Regions from separate parts of the Mus musculus genome. Here all the other regions are linked to region 1. The links are chromatin contacts, called in public promoter capture Hi-C maps. All regions are on one chromosome and are shown on one strand. Each heading gives the region's core, a stretch centred on a gene start, on an enhancer-like site or on the middle of the called end of the contact. The rest is flanking DNA. Distances are from core to core; before and after follow the strand shown. Region 1 holds the start of Hmgn3 (high mobility group nucleosomal binding domain 3). Region 2 has its middle 34 kb from the start of Gm46123. Region 3 overlaps Phip (pleckstrin homology domain interacting protein). Region 4 overlaps Phip (pleckstrin homology domain interacting protein).

Region 1 (3,390 bases), core at 435-2,934:
TCAGAATTTCCTGAATCCCTCTATACGAAGAGAAAGCGTTAACAACGGTGTCAAGTAAGGCCTTCGGGATTCACAGCTCCACTCTAAACCAATGACTGGTTAATGAAATGTTGGCAATGAATCTTAAGACGCTGCTCAATGAGACTAAAACAGTTCCGTGGTTATGTAGATTAAGCCAGATAAAGCACATCAGACTCCACCCACCATGAGACACAGAGTAGGTTCATGTTCTAATAGTATGATCGATTTTCTTTTAAAGAATGGAGGTGCTTGGGCTGGCTCAAAGAGTAAATACACTTGCTGTAGATCCCCACAACCCACACGATAGGAGAGAGCCTACTACTGCAATCTGGGTGTCAGTGCCTCCTGTGAATACAATCAATCAATCAATCAATGTAATAAAATACATTTTAAAGGAGTGGAGTTGTTTATAATAAAATTCTTAGTGACGATGCATAAGGAAGCAAAAGCTTCTAAAAATTTTAAAGCTTTGATAGTTTTAAATAAAGCAACCACACACACACACAGTGCACAGTCTTCGGGAGAAAACGGTATTAACCAAGTTTCAACTTTAATGGCCAAGATGGTTGACTTGGGTCCTTTGGGCAGGTGGCAGGAAGGTTTTTTTCTTAGGACGCAATCCTCACACATCGCTTTTCTCTGGGAGGGGTAGAAAAATATCTGCCCTTCCTTCACCAGTCCAATGACAAGTCGAAGCCCCACCCTGAGGGAGCTGTGTGGCCCCACGTGTGGCTCATGACGTCCCTGCGCGGAGGGGACACAACCCACCAGGGGCAAAGGAGAGACTAAAAAGACCTCGGTTCCCTGCCTGGCCAAGCGTGGGGTCGTGGGTGGGACAGTGGCAGGGGCTTGGTGGCCCCTGACCTTGGCAGGGTCAGTGAGCTTGGCACCAGTCCCCTTCTTTGCAGCCTACCCGGCGCTGCGCACTGCCCCGCCCGCCCTCGCGGCTGGTGATTGACACCGGAGTGGGTACATACGGGTCCGCGGCGCAGCAGGGCTGGCGTAGGGAAACATGGCTTTCCCTCTCCCGGCCTTCCGCCCGCATCGCGCTCGCCCAGGGCACGGCCCAGGGGACACTCCGGACCCCGCCTAGCTCCTCTGAGTGCTTCCACGTTTTTCGATTTCCCTGGCCCGGGAGACTCCTCTCATTGCTTTCCCTCCACCCTGAGAACAACCTGAGTTTGCCAAGAGGAAACTCCTGCGAGGGGGATGGATACCCGCCCTGGCTGCTGGCAAGAGATGGAAACCATTCCAAGCAGGAGTTGATGGAGAGGGGAGGACGTCCCTGGAGGGAAAGTAACACTCAGAGCTCCGTGCGGGGCGAGCGAGGTCAGCAACAGGCATTTGCAGAAGGAGCGGGCAGCGGCCGTGCCCAGCGCCTGAGTTATTAGGCGCATCGCCGCGTTCATCGCAGCGCAGGGGGCTTACTCCAAACACACTCGAGGGCCTGCGAGCAGGGTTTTTTTTTCCCCCTTTACAGGACTTACCTTTCTCTTCGGCATAATGACTACGTTGGTGCAGCAAAAAAAGTAAAGCAATGTTCTGGGCCGCCTGGCACACTGCTGGATGCTGCCTGGCCGCTGCTGCTACTCCCGCAATGGGCTCGGCTAGCCCGGCCTCTCCGACCTGCACCTCCGCTTCCTCCCCCGGCGCTCCACTCGCTCGCATCCCGGTCCCCCAATGGCGAGCCCTGCCAGCCAGCCGCGAGGCCCCATTGGCTAAGAGAACGTTCTAAATTCCACGAGGGCACGCCCACCCCCGTTCACCCGGTACGCGCAGTTGTAGTTTCCACTTCACTGGGAAAAAAAAAAAAAATCTGCCTGGCGACTGAGCATGCCCAGTTCAACTAGTATCCTTCAGGCTGCACTAACTTGGAGTTTCATTGTTTGACGTGCCTTCTTTGGATTAAACCATTGTGCATCTTCATAGGAAAAAAAAGTTTAGTATTAAGTAATGCTGGGTTAACTTTATAAAGTAAATAGGGCCACGGGGTGCCTTGTACAATTGTTACTTATAAAAGCTTGTAACGGGTGTTCATGGTGCGGGTCTATACAGGGTAGGAAGGTCTGTTCTGGAAGAGTTTCCACAGTTTCTAAGGTTCTCAGTTCCATCTCTAGCAAATACCATCCCCCATCCCCATAGTTCCTTGGTCTAATTGTTTTGTTTTTTGTTTTTCTTTAAGTCTGTGTTACAAGTCATATATGAATTCAGCCAATTATTCAGCTATGTGTGAATAATTGTTATAATTGATATAAATGTTTGTTGTGGAAACTAAGGGGAAATCGAGAAATGTAGGAACAAATAAATCACTTATATATTAAATATGTACATTTAAACGACACCTGCCAGGTTACCATTTTGTGTATAGTGTAATGTTTCTCGACATTCCGCAAAGAATTGCAAAATACATTATCTGAATTTATTTAAGACCGGTTTTATCCTGACTAAAGACCTCAGACCCGGGAGGCTGGGGGGGGGGGGATTTTTTGGTCAACATCCTTCATAAACATAGGCACAAAGACACAGACAAAATTTTATCAAATCAAATTCAACAACATTTTTAAAAAGCTAATACATAACCAGGGGAGTTGAACCTGGGAACACAGGATTCGTTCTGTGAATCAAATCATCCTGAAAATCAATCAGTGTGATCATAGCACTGATTCTATTATAATTATATAATATGATATATAATTATATTATGTTTATTATAGCACAAAGCTATAATCGGGACTGTGACCATCTCAAGGGCTGCAGGGGGAATGCTAGGGAATGGGTGAGCAAGTCATGATAAGTCTACAGTAGAATATTACTCTGTGATCAAAGAAATAAGTTTTCCCTGATGAGATAAATAACAAAAGAAAAATGCTAAATGGAAGTCAATACAAGACACTATACTGGGTGGTTTTGTTTATATGAAATTCCAGGAAAAACAAAGCAAACTAAGCAAGATTAGCCCGAGAATCATTTACAAGCCAAAAGACATCTTAGGAAACTGCTCTAAAGCCTTACACTGTGTAGTGGCTATTCCTGGTTGTCAACTTGACAATATTTGGAATGAACTACAATCCGGAATTGGAAGGCTCACCAGTGACCCTTATCTGGAGGCTTGGAGATCCTTATCTGGATCTTGGTTTGAAGATCTTGAGCCATAGTGGCTATGGATTCCAGAAGATTGAATCTCCGAGTTAAGGAACACACCTTTAATCTGGGCTATGCCTTTCATCTGGGATTAAAGGTGTGGTGGAACACACCTTTAATCTGGGCTACACCTTTTGCTGGAGACAATATAAGGACATTGGAAGAAAGAAGCACAACGTTTAGTGGGTCTATTTGGATTCTGGAGACAACACATCCCTCACTTGGGTG
Region 2 (3,390 bases), core at 560-3,059, 240 kb after region 1:
TTTTTTTTTTCATTAATCATTCCGTTCTTTACAGCTCACATGATATCTCCCTTCCTGGTTACCCCTCCACAACACCCCATCCCATCTGCCCTCTTTCCCCTCCTCTTTGCCTCTAATGAGGGTACTCCCCCACCCACCCACCTACTCCCACCTCACCGCTCCAGCATCCTCCTACCCTGGGGCATCAAACCTCTACAGGACCAAGGGCCTCCCCTCCCATTGATGTCAGACAATGCCATCCTCTGCTACATATGTATCTTAGCCATTCAAGTGCACAAAGTATTTACTCATATTGCAGTGTCCGTTATATTATTATAAATATATGCATCTTGCTTCTATTCTGGATTATTCTTTCCTTGAGTTCATTGCTCCACATTGCATCCGAACATTAGCTGCTAAATCAGATACTAATCAGACGCTGTTGCCTCCCCTCCCCTTCAGTCCAGAAACGCAGATATTGCTTCCGCCAGTTTACAAGGCTGAGCACTGCGATCTAGGCAGATGCGCACATGAGATGCTCAGTGTTTGCAGACAGAATGAGTGCAGTATTTATAGACGAGCGAGCTTTAAAGGCTCTGGGTGAAACGCCTGTGGGCTTAAGCCCTGGCTCTACCTCTCATTAACAGCAGGATGAAAAGTGCATTCTTTAAATATTTTTAAGTCCTAGTGTCCTTGTCAACGTACTTCTTTAAAATAGGACACCTGGATGGTTCATTTCAAATGTAGAGACAAAGTATGTACTCACCAACTCCATGTCTCTGATTACCAGGTGATTTTGCTCTTGAGGCTTTTCTTAGATAATTTACAGCACAAATTCTGTCAAATTCTATTCAATACAAAATTCCTAAATTCACTATGAAATCCACATTAAAAATATCTTGGCTTTAACATGTTCTGTATAAGGGTGAGTTCAAAGGGCACAGTATACCTGAATAAAATTATTTATGAAGCTCATCAATATGTATAACTGCTATCTGTCAAATAAAAATGTTTTCAAGAGGTACTCATTGGTTAAGAGGCACTGGATGCTCTGCCAGGCGACCTAGGTTTGATTCCTAGCCCCACAAAGCTCACACCTGCCTGGAACTCCAGCTCTAGATGAACCTATGCCCTCTTCTGGTGTCTAAGGGCACCAGATGGTCACATGGTGCATCAACAAACAGACAAAGCAACAGTATATAAAATAGATATTTTTAAATGTTTCTTTAAAAAACGGAAATGTATGTCCTTCTATTTGTGTAGATTTGAAGTTTTTATCAAGGTGTTTGTACGGTCACATGCTTTCTGAGGACCCTGGAAGGGTTCTGGTTGAGCTCCTGTCTTGCTTGTGGTGATCCATTACAGTCCTCAGTATCCCTTGGGTTGTGAACATAAGGATAGTCTTTCTCCATCATCACATGGCATCCTCCATCACACTAGGAAAAAGTGGTTGTGGGGGGCGTGTATAGGGGAGAACTTAGGGGGGAAGGAAGAGGAACTGGATGAAAACACATATATGCATCTATGAAATTCTCAAACAATATTCTTTTTTTAGAAAGGACATCAGTGTTTGCTTGAACAGCTGTGAGTCGTTTAGACGAGCCCAACCACCACGGTGAGGAAGGTACCAAGAAGCTTACAGACATCACAGCAACACAAAACAAGCTAGCTTAGACTGGACAGTAGTCTATAGTGCTTCCCTTTGCACCTGTTACAGAAGCATCCTCAGGAAGTCAGCAGGAAGAGTTTAGTTGCACGTGGGGATTTTGTGACTCAGCTTAGGGGCTGTGGAGAACAAGAAAGTGCTGCAAGTCTTTTCATGTTATCCTATGTTCTGAACCACAGATGGCACTGGTCCAGAGAGTCCTGTAAGAGGGTGACAGAGTGAGATCTGTGGTGCTGACAGGGGAAACGGGGATCACTGGAGCAAGACACAGCCAGGAAACAGACAGGCAGAAGCCCTCAGAGCAAGCAGCTCTTCCGATGGGTCGGTAGAAGGAGAGGTTTGTTTCATCTCATCTCCGTTTCCCAGTGGCTGGTGTCTGCCGAGGCCACAGGGAATATCTTCAAGTGTCTTCAACACCACTTGGAAAATTTAACAGAGGCAAAATGATTAGTGATCAAGCCTTTCAGAGTAAAAGAATGGCTTTTCTTCCCCCCAAAATCTTCAAAAATCAAACACCTTTCCTATTAATAGGAAGATAGGAGGGACCTGTGACTTCATTAACTGTAGAATTGAGGTATCATTTTTGAGGCTTTGAGTAAAAATGAGGAATTCTTTTTTAACTTTTGATCCATTCTTTGTGAATTTTATATCATGCAGCCCAATCCCACCCATCTCCTTGTCTCCTTCCCTGCCCTCTGCCCTTGTACCTCCCCCAAAGGAAAAAAATCTTGTTGTAGAAGCTGTAGTATGTCCCTGTGACCTATAGTATACCCTTTTGTCCACACTTCTTTGCTTTCAAACATTTACTGCAATGAATCACTGGTCTAGTTCAAGGTCTCTGGCTTTTGCTACACTATCAATACTGGACCCTCATTCAGACTTATCTTGATATCCTGCTGTCACCTTATGTCATGGAGCTCCTGCAGCCTTGGACCTGTAGGACCAGCCCCTTCACACACTCCAGCAATTCATATTTGGGGTAGATGTTGGGGTGAGTACATTCAAAGCCCTACATGTGGGTGTAGGTGGCATGTGAACTGGTCAGCCCACCAGCACTCCCACACCCACACCACCAGGACACCAGCACTCCAGCCGATAGCTTACCCAATGCAGCAGCTGCCAAGAGACAGAGCCAGCTCTCCCACTTCCATGCCCTTGGGCCAGCTCACCTGCACCCAAGACAGTAGAGCCAGCTGTGCGGTGAGGGATAGAGTCAGTTCTCCTGCCTGCCATAGGTGATGAGGGGCAAGGGGTGGGGTGAGGAGGGCATCTCTCCCTCACCCATGACACCACAGGGCAGACAAGCTGTGAAGCCACCTTGTACATGCTCGCCCACTGACAGCCAGCTCATGCCCTTGTCACCAGCTCTATTGTGCTGCCCAAGTGAGGTGCAGGGCCTCTCTCCCGAGTACTGCAGCGGGTGAGGGATAGGGCCAGCTCTCCTGCTCTCCTGAGGAATTATTTTTAAGGAAACCACTTTAAAGGTACAAGCTAATGAACCCATTTTAGTTTATTACAACCCTTTTTCAACTCATGTGTTTTGCACACTAAATAACCTTGTGCAGATTCCTGACTGTAGAGGCCAAATGCGTAGAATAAAGCTCTAAATCAACATCTCTGCTGCAGACCTGCCTTCTGTGTGCTGCCTGTACATGTCTGTATGCATGTTCAACAACTCAATACATTGAAGAACAGGCTATAAGCCAGGCGTAGTGGAACATGCCTATAATATCAGCACACATAGC
Region 3 (3,390 bases), core at 556-3,055, 220 kb before region 1:
CTGAACTGACTGACAACTGTGTATTCAGACATAGTAACTTTGTTCTAATTTGTCATGCTTCTATTTGATATCAATATTTGTGACTTCAAGCATGTTTTAGTTCTCCAAGCTAACTGCTAAGTTGCTAAAGACAACCATGTCTTTCTCATTTTTGGATGATGATGTTTTATAATCAAAAAATAAACAACCAAGTTTTGGTAATTATATTGCCTTCAATTTCATTGTTATATCCTATACATAAATTATATACTTTTACTTATAAATTATCAAATTTCAAATGCCTGGAAGTAATGGTTAGCTGATTGTCAAAAATAAAAATACTGTATAGGTTGCTCAACAGTAACCAGTATTTATGCCAACAAATGAAAGAGATGAAAGAAAATCTAAAGAACTTGGGAAACTTGAAAATAACAATAGTTACACACACTAAGAAAAGTAAAGAGAACTCTTTGTTCAGAGACACTGAAACAAAGACTATAAGCATTCAGGATATTTTAAGCAGAGAGATTATAGATATGAGATACTATCTTATTAGACATTAAGAAGAAATACAGAATGAAGGATGTTGTGAGCAAACTTGAAATCCCAATTCCCAAGTGGTAAACTATAGCTATTTTCAGTCTTTCTCTTTCCTAAATACATACAATTACCTAAAACAAGGTCACACTGAGAACATGCTAATATCAGAAGTATGCATTGACAAAAATTCTGAGTGGTTTATTGGTAGCCTCTACTCATTTGAAATGTTGCAAGGAGAAATACATTGTTCTGGATTAGTGGACACTGGAACATTTTTAAAAGCCTCTTAAGTAAAGAAATGTTAAGAGAACAATTATAAAAAAATAAAGAAAACATTTATTAAATAAAAGCTCTTATTTAGAATTTACCCATGAAACAACAAAAGCAATGCAGATTACCAAACTCAGTAAAAAACAAAAAACATTTGCTAATGAGACATATTGTATTTTTTTCCAATTAAAAGCAATACCAGGTAAGAAGCAACAAACTACAGCTTTGAGTATCCTGACAAAAAATAAAAAAATATGAAGTAAAGAACAGTGAGAACTACAAAGGTATGAACAGCAAAAGAGATAAGGCAAAAGCAGCAAAGATACAAGAAAATCTAACACAGGGCCTGCAGGCACCACTGTGAACACTGTTAGTTTAGTACTTACTATATGCACTACAGATATATATATATATATATATATATATATATATATATATATGTGTGTGTGTGTGTGTGTGTGTGTAATATATACGTGTGTGTGCGTGTGTATATATATATGTGGGTGTGTATGTATGTATGTATGTATATGTATATACACACACATATCCTATATTTTTAATATATACTAGTACTAAGAAACATGGAAGTAAAGAAATTTTAATCTTGAAAATTAAAATCCATTTATAAATTTGTTAATTCTAATTATATATAATCTATGGTAATTTAATGGTGGAAAAGGGGGACCACACATTTAAATGAACACCTAAAACTTTAAGAGAACTTCAAACCTACTTTATTTTCTCTAGGACTGGGAATGACGTAATGTCATAAATTTTAGTACGCATAGCATATAGCACATATTTTATATTTCTATAAACAATCTAAATGCTTTCAGCAATTAACTGGCATTTATATACTGTAGTTTCATAAAATATTCACTAAAATAAAGCTACAATGATGCTTTCTTCATGCCAATGTCAAAGAAAATCAGTAAGCTTGCTAAACTATACACACTGTGTGCTTCATAAACTAGCCAAATACACAGCACTTTTGCTGATCACGAGGTTATACAAGGACTATTTAACTTGAAACCTTAAGTACTCACATGGTTTTAAAACGTACTAGACAAGAATAAAGTACAAGGCCTAGAAAGTCAGTATTCTTTAAAAGAACAATGTCTTCCTGCCTGTGTTAATAATTCTCTACAGTACTCTCTCTAGCTTCATTCTTCCCTAGAAGAGGAGGAGACAGAGGAATGGGAGAGCAGCGAGGGGAGGAGAGGAGTCGAGGTCCCCAATGCAATCAGACAACAGTGAAGGAGCCAAGACCAGCATGTTAGCCCTTTCCAGGCATATCATTTACTATAATCTTGTACATCTCATAATTAACAGAAACACACTCAGACTCCTAAATGCTCTTATCATTCAAGTCCTCTGCAAAGAGGAGCGGCAATAAAAACAAGACAAGTTACCCCATTATTTTTTTATGAAATACTATTAGCAAGCTGAGAATTCAGTTAAAAAATTTAAATGGAATCAATTAGAAATTATTATTTAAGCATAAAAGAAACTGAATTCTCAATAGCAAACCTTTTGTTTTGTTTACAAACTTAGTCAGAAAACAAAGCAAAAGAACTTTTTAAAAAATGTCTTAGTTTTAATACAGAAAAGAACACTTACAGGAATGCTATTGGTATTATTAAAATACTGTCTCTAAATATACCCATTTAAATTCTATTATATGACTATCTCAAATACATGCATTTAAAACGTCAACTTTTCCCAGGGAAAAAAAAAAAACTTTAATAATACAGGATTTTAATTACTTAAGATTTTAAGAACAGAATTCTAATTCTCCTAATTGGTAAGGTAGAGAAAATGCTGAGTAATCCATCATAAAATTGAATTATAAGTTAATTCTACTACCCTTTAAAAGATAGTTTTAAAACTGTAAGTTTAGGAATGAATCTGATTATTCAGAAGCCAAAGACTACTGGACTGGGGCGGGGTGGGGGTGCTGTAGTGACAGGACTGAGCCCAGTACCTCGTGAGTGAGTATTAGGTAAGCATTCACTTCAACACCTGACGATATAGCCTCAGCCCTAAACATATATTTTTAAGTTCTTGTATATTTTAAGAATTCGTTCAATTAAAGACATACTCTCTTTCCTATTTTCTGGCTGTCAGCCCAATGGTGAATTTACTTACTCATTTTATAAGCTTCAATTTTTAAATTTCCTAAAGTAATACTTATTATATAAGCATTCACAGAGTCTAAGGATAAGAGGATTATTCATCATTCTTAAATTCTACAAAGGATGACTAGACATGCCAAATAATACTCAAAAATATTTACAAAATTTAATGTAAATTAGGATAAGCACAACAATATCAGAGTATGCATTTGGATTCCTCAAAGCTTTGTGATATCTAACAGCTCTGATTAGTTACACTAAACCAAATAGCTAACCTGAAGCTGCAGCTGAACAATGACCAATAAGAGAGACCATCAGCTTCTATTTCATCCTAAAATTGTTTTTAATTTCTTAGTAGCAGAGCTGGATGCTTTTTCTGCCATATATCCATTAAAAAGAAAAAAAGGCAATGTAGTGAACAGAGGGAAAAAGTATGGCAGTCACAAAGATCACAGAAGAGCCACTC
Region 4 (3,390 bases), core at 557-3,056, 190 kb before region 1:
GGTTGGCTCAGTGAGTTAAGTGTCAGAGATAGTTCTATTAAGAAAGATTTAAAAGGAAACAACTAAATCACTATACACATACAAATTATTCTGAGGTTACTGTTAAGAAAGACATTAAGGCCAGACAGCATGTGGAAAACATTAACATGATTTGGTTCGTATCTACAGCACCACCTAGAGTAGAACAAGACAAATCACATAATGAACAGCAGCTCCAACAGTATTAGAAGGACAATCCCAAAATCATTTAATAATCATGAAGAGAGGTAATGGGGAACAGAGATGGAAATACTCCTGACTTTCCTCCTTACTTTACGTATGTGAGTAAAAGGACTAGGATACTCAAGAGCGACCAGGAACTCCTCACATGTGCAGATTTGTTGTTTAGTTGTTCTACTTAAAACCAACAGATTTAGTAAATACTGTAAAAGATTAATATTAACTAAAAAAGAGAAGCAAAGCAGCTGAAATTTCAGACAGGAAGTAATGATAATCCCAAGAATTACACAAAAAGCTTCATAAGTCAAGGACATATCAAAGAATAAAAGGAAATTAAAGATAGTGACTATCATTAAAAGGGTATTTATTTCCCCTTTTCTTTCCTGGGAATCAATCTGCTGCTTCAACTAAAATACTAGTGTAACAATACCTTTAATTTTTAAGTACTGGTAAAAAGCTTAGTTATTTTAATTAAAATTCTTTAAATGTTATAACTTTTTGTTGGTGCTAACAGATCACACCTAGGTCCTCACATGTCTACCTTTACAACTTTAGGTAACTTTTTTCTATGTCAAACATGTCAGTCACTTAACTTTAAGCCAACTAATATTTATAGAGCATTATGATACAAGTGTAGTCAACTGGATGTTAACAGATTAAAAAAAGAAGACACGGTATTTATCCTCATGGAGACTGAGTCTAGCAAGGAAGACAGGAAATAAAAACTTACTTACAACAATGGTAAATATTATCAAATAAAGAAAATTTTGGAACATATAGCAAAGGTTCCAAACATATGGGGCAGTAGTTTAAGTAATTTTTCTAGAAATCAAAAAACTAAAAAATAACCAAAACAAAAAACAAAAAAAACAAAAAAAAGTTGTCAGGAGGGGAATATAATCCCAGGTTGAGAGAACAGCATGTGCAATGTCCTGGGGCCATAAAAGAGCATTAAAAATGTAGAACCAGGAGATGGGTCAGAGGGTATGGGATTTGCCATGAAGCCAAATACTCTAAGATCAATCCCCAGGACCCACAACGTGGAGAACACCAACTTCTACAACTTGTCCTCGAACCTCCATACAAATAAGTAGCATGCATACACATGCAAAGTACAAAGTAAACACAATAGAAAACCTAACAAGTCAGTCTGAAACACAGTGAGAGCCTATCTCAATAAAAATGAAAGAGAAAAAAAAAAAGAAAAAACTCCAAACACGCAAAATATAAAACAACAATTGTCAGGAAAGAAAAATTATGATGTGACAGATACATTTTAATTGAATTCCAGTGAAACCATGGTTTGAGGTCTTTACAGAGAAAGGGATGAAATAATGTTAAGATTTGCTTTAAGAAAATTTACTGTAGCTTTCTTGCATGGCTGCAATGGTAATGAAACTGGCAATGATCTAACTAAAAGCAAAGCTACTTTAGAGAAATAAATCCCACTACTCCAACACTAAACTTGAGGTTAGGAAGTTAGGAACTATGGCTTAGCTGGTGGAATTCGTGTGCTTTCTGCACAGCACTGAGTTGGAGCCGGAGCACAAGATAAACCAGGTGTACACGCCTACAATCTCAGCTCCCAAGAGGTAGAGGGAAGAGTCACAGCTCAAAGTCAGCCTTGGCTACAAGTGGAATGTACAGGTTGTTCCTGTAAGTTTCTTTCAGAAAACTGAGTATCTGATTTCAAATTCAAGTCCTTAACTTGAAAGAATACACTCCCCATTATTTCCACAGTTTCTATACTAAGACAAAGTAATCCAAAGATTACTATACTCAAATAATAGGCACCGCGTGTACATGAATGCGTAAGTAATTGAACAGAGGCGAGAGGGTGATGTGTAATAGTGACATGAATTGAATGCAGAAGCTGCAAATCATCACCAGAGAACGCACTGACTCTGTTACCACTCACCTACAATTTGGTTTCTCCGTGGATAGAAGAGGCCTCTTACAGAGCCGCTATGGAATGCAAAGGACACCACTTGTTCTACAAACTCAAAGCTAGTTTATACTACACTTATTTATATTGGCTGTCCCTAAGCAATCAAAACATTGTATGTTATAAAAGTTATTTTGTGGGAGATTATTTTATTTCACTGAGTGACATGTGAGGAGCTGAACAAATTACTACTATCTCATAAAATATACTCAGCCTGACTATGAACTTCCTCATTTCCAAAAAAATTCCCAGGAAATGTTCAAATATTAAATTCAACGGATCCTTAAAGAAATTCAAAAAGTCTAAGATCTTATGAAAAGATGACAAAAAGGATTTTTCTAACTTATAAAGATGAAAACCCACCATGAACCTCACTAATCACTGTGGGAAAGCAGCCGTGAGAACTGAGGGGAGCCTGAGTGCATCGTAACGAGTACTAAATCACTTGCCAGATGGGGATGGGAGAATCTGTCATCATATCTATAACTTATAAGTAAAGATGATCAATTATTTACTTAAAAAATGAAAACTCTAAAAGCACTGGATTCCCTATGAAAATGGGTATTTAAAAAAAAAAAAATGTACCCCTTTGTCTTGTCACCTGGAACCTGAAATGGAAATCTAAACAATGGAACTTTTCTATAACGCAAACACATCTTGCGAGTCTGACAGCTAACTTCCTGCTTTATAAGGAAAAGAAAAGAAATAACCATGAAGGGTCAATGTCCCTTTGCACTTACAGAAGATAGAAAAGTGAAAATTTTTTAACATTAACATTGTGCCAAATGAAAGTATATTTAAAGAAAAATAAATTTAGAAACAACAGGCAATACAAAAAGAAAATAGTTGAGTGTGAAATGACTAAACACAAGCTGTAAACCATTATGTGAAAACTATAACAAGAGAAAAACACAAGGAAGTGAACTGTGGAAGGAAAGCAGCTAACAAGAAAGCAGGCCGGCATGACCATGCTTCCATGAGGAGAACTAAGCACGGAATGCAGAGGGACAGAGTGTGAGCAGAAGGGAAGAAAGGAAAAACAATGAACACAGAACACTCAAGGACAAAGTGACGAATATGAAAAAGCAGTACATATAATCAAAATGGAATTCTTTTTAATGTTAGATTAATACCAAAATTGTGTTGAATCTCACCAAGAAGATAAATAAAATATGATCAACTATGATTATGATCATACAAATACCAGGATATTACCACAGAAAGAA

The links. Promoter capture Hi-C pulls out the DNA fragments that hold promoters and counts their contacts.
Region 2: a contact with region 1 is called in a promoter capture Hi-C map of pre-B cells. The contact joins the enhancer-like site here to the promoter of Hmgn3 in region 1. A contact is called at or near these places in 4 of 39 promoter capture datasets (the C10 cell line, cranial neural crest, liver and 1 more), 1 of 15 datasets of contacts at CTCF or cohesin (pro-B cells), 1 of 484 Hi-C or Micro-C datasets (large pre-B cells) and 3 of 9 other capture datasets (adipose tissue, liver and pancreatic islet).
Region 3: a contact with region 1 is called in a promoter capture Hi-C map of the 3T3-L1 cell line, with 3 times the contacts expected there. The contact joins the enhancer-like site here to the promoter of Hmgn3 in region 1. A contact is called at or near these places in 6 of 39 promoter capture datasets (the 3T3-L1 cell line, 3T3-L1-derived adipocytes, the C10 cell line and 2 more) and 2 of 9 other capture datasets (adipose tissue and pancreatic islet).
Region 4: a promoter capture Hi-C map of the C10 cell line shows a contact between it and region 1. The contact joins the enhancer-like site here to the promoter of Hmgn3 in region 1. A contact is called at or near these places in 9 of 39 promoter capture datasets (the 3T3-L1 cell line, 3T3-L1-derived adipocytes, the C10 cell line and 4 more).

The regions. Positions count from the first base shown.
Region 1 is chr9:83,144,923-83,148,312 of GRCm38.p6, forward strand. Hmgn3 (high mobility group nucleosomal binding domain 3) reads right to left here and starts at 1,685. Exons shown (of 6, transcript NM_026122.4): 1 at 1,509-1,685. The coding sequence starts at 1,523.
Region 2 is chr9:83,383,657-83,387,046 of GRCm38.p6, forward strand. No RefSeq gene overlaps it. Among named protein-coding and RNA genes, the nearest start is that of Gm46123, 34 kb to the left of the region's middle. Within about 2 kb of position 1,810, at least 19 of the 459 cell types and tissues checked have an H3K27ac peak or open chromatin away from gene starts, as enhancers often do. A contact at or near this core is called in pre-B cells and pro-B cells, where this site is marked.
Region 3 is chr9:82,920,791-82,924,180 of GRCm38.p6, forward strand. All of the region lies in intron 15 of Phip (pleckstrin homology domain interacting protein), which reads right to left. Among named protein-coding and RNA genes, the nearest start is that of Gm39382, 44 kb to the right of the region's middle. Within about 2 kb of position 1,806, at least 1 of the 459 cell types and tissues checked has an H3K27ac peak or open chromatin away from gene starts, as enhancers often do.
Region 4 is chr9:82,955,300-82,958,689 of GRCm38.p6, forward strand. All of the region lies in intron 6 of Phip (pleckstrin homology domain interacting protein), which reads right to left. Among named protein-coding and RNA genes, the nearest start is that of Gm39382, 9.0 kb to the right of the region's middle. Within about 2 kb of position 1,807, at least 2 of the 459 cell types and tissues checked have an H3K27ac peak or open chromatin away from gene starts, as enhancers often do.